Regions from separate parts of the Drosophila melanogaster genome. Here region 1 is linked to region 2. The links are chromatin contacts, called in public Hi-C maps. All regions are on one chromosome and are shown on one strand. The core of a region is the stretch at or near the end of the contact, and the rest is flanking DNA. Distances in the headings are between cores, read along the strand shown.

Region 1 (3,225 bases), core at 116-2,615, 370 kb after region 2:
CGAAATACAATGCACAATATCACAGGCTATTTTCGATTAGTTTCAGTTCTTTTATTCCATATAGGGTTGGACATCATGCTCCATGCGAGCGGCCTCAGTTTCTGCACCCACGGCGCAGGCTAGTAGTGAGTTGACCGTCTGCTCCTCACCTGCCTTGTAGACGTATCCATTAGCCTTGTCGATGTGATTGCGCAAGCGGAGCATGCTGTCCGTGCTGAAGACGTCCAGCAGTTGGAACGAAACGAGAGCGTAGTCCTCCACCATGGAGCAGATGGCTGCATTCAGTTTTCGATACTTGCGCATGGCGGGATCATCGTCCAGTTTGTCCAGCAGATACTTGAGGTCCAGGACGTCCGTATAATAGTCCACGTTAAAGTGTAACTTGGTCTCGTGCTTCTTTAGCAGATCGGCCTTGGAAAGCACATTAACGTGGGGTAGACTCATCCGCAACATGGTGTTCAATGCCATCAGCAAAGTGGCAATGAATTTGGCAGGCTCCGAGCAGTAATGGGAATCTATAAGGTTAACGGTGACCAGGCTATATCTTTCACGCTCCAAACGCTCGAAAATCCGGGCCATAGCGTTGTGATGGGTATATAGCTCAACTTGGCCGGGACAGTCGAACAGGAAGTAGTTGTAAGTGGCGCTTAGTTTGCGCAGTGCCGGCAACAGCCAATCCTCCAAATGGTCGGCCAGATACTCAGCGCAGTGCATTAGAGCTCCGTTTGGTCCCAGCTTCAGGTGCTCCATGCAATCCTCCACAGTGATTAGCTCCATCACACTTAGCACCGGTTCGTAGGACATGTTTTCGTTGGCTGGATCCAGATTCACAACGCCCACCTGACGGCCCAGTTCGCGATAGAACTTAAGGGCCTCACCGCAATAGGTGGTTTTCCCAGAACCAGGAGGTCCTATGATTAGCTGTCCATAACGTGGATTCTCCACGGTCGCCTGCGTCGGAAATCTTTGCATCATTCTTGCGGAAAATGAAAAATATAAACAATGGTAGAGGTGGGGAACCACAGAGACCGATTAATTTATTTGGCGCAATTTATCGATATTTAGATAGTTTTTGAAAAATATACATTTTATTAAATTAGATAAAAATACAATTTTGATTATATATTTCCTTTTCAAATATAGGAAATTGAAAACTCAATCCCAAAAAAAAAAACAATTTTTTAGTGTATAATTAAAAACGGTAGCAATTAGTAGTTACTGTTAGTATAAAACACAGAACAATATATTTTTAATTTCCTTCCAGTTCACTTCGCTGTTAAAAAGGGGTAAACGCAGCGCAAAGTCGATATAAAGCAAAGAAAAAACCATCGATGACGACGATGGTGAAAACATCGATCTTAGCCCACCACTAATCGTCGGCGAACTTGAGTTTGGTGTTTTCATTTATCCGCGGAATTTCGCACTAATTAGTAAAGGCTTCAGGAGCACCGAGAAATCACCAGAATGGCACAACCCCAACCACCGGCGTACGAAAACAGTGAGTTGGAATCCCACAGAGATAAACTGGAGTCATGAATCCGATCCCACTCCGAATGTGATACGTAGAGAGGGGGATGAGTCAACAGGCGAAAAACGGTAAAAGCAGAAAGCAATCGCCGGAAGCACCGTGATTATGCCCATAAATGGGCATAGATGCATATGAAAGACCTTTTTAAGCAGTAAGAGGAGGCGCGTGTGGAGCCGTTGGAGCGACCCCGTTCCCGTTCGCTCCCCAAAAACGAAGCCGCACCCTATTTTCCACCCACTCCAATTTGCCGGCGTTATCTGAGTAGCAGCAGTCACAGCCCATTTCTAATCGAAATAATCGCTTAATTGCAGAAAACATCTACGCAACTCTGCCGCGCACCCAACGCGGCCAACCCATCGTTTTGGGTGCCGATCCCAAGGGCAAGAACTTCCTGTACACCAATGGAAACTCTGTGATCATCCGGAACATCGAGGTAAGCTGATATATGCTGCAGCCTGCTGCTCCGTTCCTGCCATAAATCCATGGCATTTACGTCCAAATGGTGTTTTATTTTTGGACAGGCTGCAGTTTCTGTTGCCAGTTTGTGTGTGCTTTCTGGCTTTCGGGCAGCTGTTCTATATTTATTTATATATATATGTACAGTATATAAGGCGCAAAACACAGATTCCCATTCCACAGGCCAACCGGCAAAACACAGACTGGCACATAGATACATTTCTTGTTTGCCGCCCACGCATCATCATTATGATGTTTTCATCTGGTCAAAGTGATTCTTCACAGCAGCTATGTGTTTGCCTATCTTTCACCCATTGAATCGGTATAAATTCAAAATATTTCCATGTTTCTTTGTCTTTTGTCCCGATAATCCCGCCACTTCTATGGTATCTTTAATGATCAAGAAATAAAATCTTCCGCCAAAAGATATTCAGGTTCTGGAAAATGAAATGTTAATGAAGGAAACATACATAACAAATTCAAAACCAAACACCTATGTTCATAATTAGGATCCCATTTACCATTAATTTGTTTTAATTTGCTAAAAGTGTCTCTAAAATATGTATGTATGCTTTTCCCTTTCTTCCGCACCATAGAATCCAGCCATTGCCGATGTCTACACGGAGCACTCGTGTGCAGTGAACGTGGCCAAGTACTCGCCCAGCGGATTTTATATTGCATCTGGTGGTAAGTCTCGCCCAGCAATTTCACACTTGGAGCACCCGGCTTTCGGCAACAGAGCATAAAAATCGTGACCACTATGAGTCACGCCACGGTCATGATTAGCATTTCCTTATTTGGAGCGGTTTCTTTATCTTATCTGCGGTTTTGAAGCGAGCAATGTTATTTATTTGGCTTTCTCCTCTTCTCACCAGACGCCTCCGGCAAGATTCGCATTTGGGACACGGTCAACAAGGAGCACCTGCTTAAAAATGAGTTCCAGCCCATTGCAGGACCCATCAAGGATATTAGCTGGTCGCCAGACAATCAGCGCATCGTTGCCGTGGGTGAAGGACGCGAACGTTTCGGTCATGTCTTTATGTCTGAAACCGGCACGTCTGTGGGCGAGATCAGTGGCCAGTCCAAGTCTATTAACTCGGCGGACTTCCGGCCAGCCAGGCCATTCCGCATTGTTACGGGTGAGTTCACATAATAGTCCCAAAATGCAATAAACTTACTTACACACACACACTTGTTATTACAGGCAGCGAAGACAATACTATCGCCGTGTTCGAGGGACC
Region 2 (3,230 bases), core at 555-3,054:
GGGAGAAGGTGCACACCATCAACACCAAGTGCAATGCCCGGGTGCAGACCACCAGTCAGGACTTGCAGAGGCTACAGGCCGTTGTGCGGCACGGAGATCGCCAGCAGAAGCTGCAGCTGGAGAAGCTCACCCGGGAGTTCCATGGCGTGGTGGAGAAGTACTCCAATCTGCAGCGACGCATCTCATCGGCCATGCGGCAGACCCTGCAGCAGGCGCAGCAATTTGCCGATCAGGTGGTGGAGACCAACGCCCGTGCTGAGCTGCTGCAGCAACAGCGCTTGGAGCAGGCCCATCTCCAGCAGGAGCACGACATGCTCGACGATCGGCGGCGGCAGGTCGAGCAAATAGAGTCGGACATCATCGATGTCAACCAGATCATGACCCAGCTGAGTGGACTGGTGCACGATCAGGGGCAGCAGATGGGTGAGTAATCTCCATCCAAGTGGGGCTCAACGACCGCAAATCGAGAAACCACAAGCCGTAATTAGGGCTCTCACTTTACGACCCAAATGCACGCAGTTCCACATATTTAATAGCGTCCAAATGGAGAAATCCATTGGTAAAACAAAATATTCAGAGCTTATCAGTTGCTTAAAGGTTGCATAGCAAATCTCTCAAATGAGTTGATAAGTAAACATGTGCAAGAAATTATGAATCATTGACTTTGCTTCAATAACAATGCACATTTCGAAATTGATTGGAATTATCAACAACGACTTAGACGTTTTAATTTTCCATATCTTTTATGAAAACCCGTGTCATTTGGCAAGTAATGTGTGCATACGCTTATCATATCGTTTAATTTAACTTCCTGTTTATTTGAACAGTAATCAATTATTTCGGGTCTTACAAAAATAAGAAGAAACTGATAAGAGCAAGCAAATATTATAAAATATTTACTGACTGCTATTACAGGTTTAAATATCCAAAATTTTTCACTCCTTATTAGTAATAGTTTTGAAAATTTCTAGGTGCTTGCTTGATGGAAGGTTTTTGTACTTGTTTTTGATTACACTTTCTAAGCAAATCTCAATTTCTTTCCAGATTTCATCGAGAACAGTATTGAGCAGACGGCCGCCAACGTTGAGGATGGCACCTCGGAACTGGCCAAGGCGGCCAGGAGTCGCCAGAGCTACCGGCGCAAGATCTTGATACTCCTGGTGATCGCTGTGATAATAGGTTTAATCGTAACTGGCGTTATCGTTGCCAAACTGAACAGTTAATTGTTTTATTTTTACGCCCATATTCAACAAACACACGCAAACATACACAACCCACACACACACACACGCATAGATTTTTGTAAAACGATTTTTATAAGAAACAAAATATTCGATCGTTGAGAACTCTGTTTAATCACCAAGTGAGCAAAGACAACAAGAATGTAGAGGAAAAGCTAAAGCAAAAAATAAAAACAAATACCATATTTATAATTATACATATATATCTACATATATATACATAAGTAAATAAGGATACTGAATCCCACTTAACTTGCATATAAACAATATTCAGCGCTTTTAAATGTTAATTATTTCTTGTTAAAAACGATTATCGCGAGCAATCTGAGTTTTGCATTGAAATTTGTAAAATTTTTGTGTTTAGTTTCGAGAAAGCGGAAGGCGGATTGCTGAAGCCGTCTGCGGCTTTAGTATTCCCTTTTGATATATGTTACAAGTTATATATAAGTGAGCCAGCAATCGAAAATAAAATAAACCGAACAAACCAATTTGAGTGATTTGAAAAGCGCGCCAAGTGGCTCAAAGAGGATGCAATAGGTTGGCAGTCCGCTTAAATTGATAGGACGTAATCGATAGACTTATCGGTGTGGGGCAAAACCAAAACAACGTGCTGCACAGCAAAACATTTATATTTCGTTTTCTTGATAAAAATTTGTCATTTGTAAAGATGCCACAGGGAAAATTCAAGAAGGCCAAGCTACCAGCAGCGATACAGAAAAAGAAGAACCAAAAGCAAGCTGCTTTCACCCGTCGATCAAGTGATTACCCACATGCTTAACAATCTTCTCCAAATTCTATGTTTTTGTTTTATTAATTTACAGATGCGCCAATTCAGGCGAAAAAGGCCAAGTTCAATGAGACGCAGAAGATCAAGTCCGTTATTTCGAAGTCGGTCAACAAGAGCGTGGAGAGCGAACTGCGCTCCCGCGCCCACGAGGGCTACATCCAGTTGAGCAAGGCCCAGGAGGCGGTGGCCAAGCACCACGCCTCCCAGGCGAAGGCGGCTGCGGCGGCCAGTACCGCCAAGTCCGCGGAATAGCTTACTCTAGGCATAAGTACTCTGTTGATAACCAAATGACCTGCATATTGTATAGTAAAACATTTCTAAAACTATTTCCTTTGTTATAGCATCGATTGGAACCCAAAGGAAACGAATTCTCCTCTTAAGATTGCCAAAAGGATTAACAAATCCGCCTAATATCAGAGCATATGAGCTTTAAAGCGTTGTTAGTATCTGCAATCTCTCAACAGTCTACTAAATTAAGAAAGTTACTTAAATTTTGTAGTTCTCGCTGAGTTTTAGGATTGCATTTCTATTGATGGTCAGGTGAACCTAATATTTGATACTAAATTCATTCATTAGAAGCTATACTAAATGAACAAATTCATTTTCAATGTTAGTATGAACTATTTTATGTTATAAAAAGTTAAATGTTGCCAAATGCAGAGTACATTGTCTTACAATCTTGAATATTTTATTCAGTATGTTTCACAATGAATGCAAATTACTAAGAACGATAACATTTTCTTTTAAATGCCGTGCAAATTATACGAATTTTTGAAGTTTTCATTAAGTTTTCTTGTCGTGAGCTTTGACTTTTTCCCAACGCTGTCTCAAGGACTTGTTGACCAAGTAGTACAATGCTTACTTTGACGTTTGGCCAATTTATGAGCGGACCTTTGGTGGCCGCTGCTGGAAGAACTTTTGCATTCAGCTTCCTACTTATCACAATCAGTTTGTTTAATTATAAAAATAGTTGGCCAACAAAGTTGGTTCCGCTGACATTTATTGGACGATTCGCTGTGGCTCCGTTCGCCCAGAATTCGGGGGAATTCCAAAATTCCGTAATTCCGCTCCTTTAACGACAGCTATTCATGACAAACTTTTTAGTCATTGGCAGGCAGCTTTGACGAAGTGAAAAGGAAAAAGTGCCACTAACAATTTCTATTTAATTTTCGCAACGTTTCGTTTCGTTTGCTATGCAAATT

The links. A called contact is a pair of places that touch in the nucleus more often than the background predicts.
Region 1: a contact with region 2 is called in a Hi-C map of the Kc167 cell line, with 4 times the contacts expected there. A contact is called at or near these places in 4 of 107 Hi-C or Micro-C datasets (the D17-c3 cell line, the Kc167 cell line, embryo and 1 more) and 2 of 7 datasets of targeted methods (both in the Kc167 cell line).

What each region holds. Positions count from the first base shown.
Region 1 is chr3L:13,411,478-13,414,702 of dm6, forward strand. It overlaps flr (flare), which reads left to right and starts at 1,366. Exons shown (of 7, transcript NM_140385.4): 1 at 1,366-1,498; 2 at 1,840-1,961; 3 at 2,581-2,671; 4 at 2,860-3,123; 5 at 3,189-3,225. The coding sequence starts at 1,465. CG10222 reads right to left here and starts at 976. Exons shown (of 1, transcript NM_001300131.1): 1 at 1-976. The coding sequence starts at 975. The coding sequence ends at 52.
Region 2 is chr3L:13,045,173-13,048,402 of dm6, forward strand. It overlaps CG11279, which reads left to right and starts at 1,805. Exons shown (of 2, transcript NM_001300127.1): 1 at 1,805-1,999; 2 at 2,063-3,230. The coding sequence starts at 1,909. The coding sequence ends at 2,280. Syx13 (Syntaxin 13) reads left to right here. Exons shown (of 3, transcript NM_079330.3): 2 at 1-423; 3 at 1,045-1,722. The coding sequence ends at 1,223.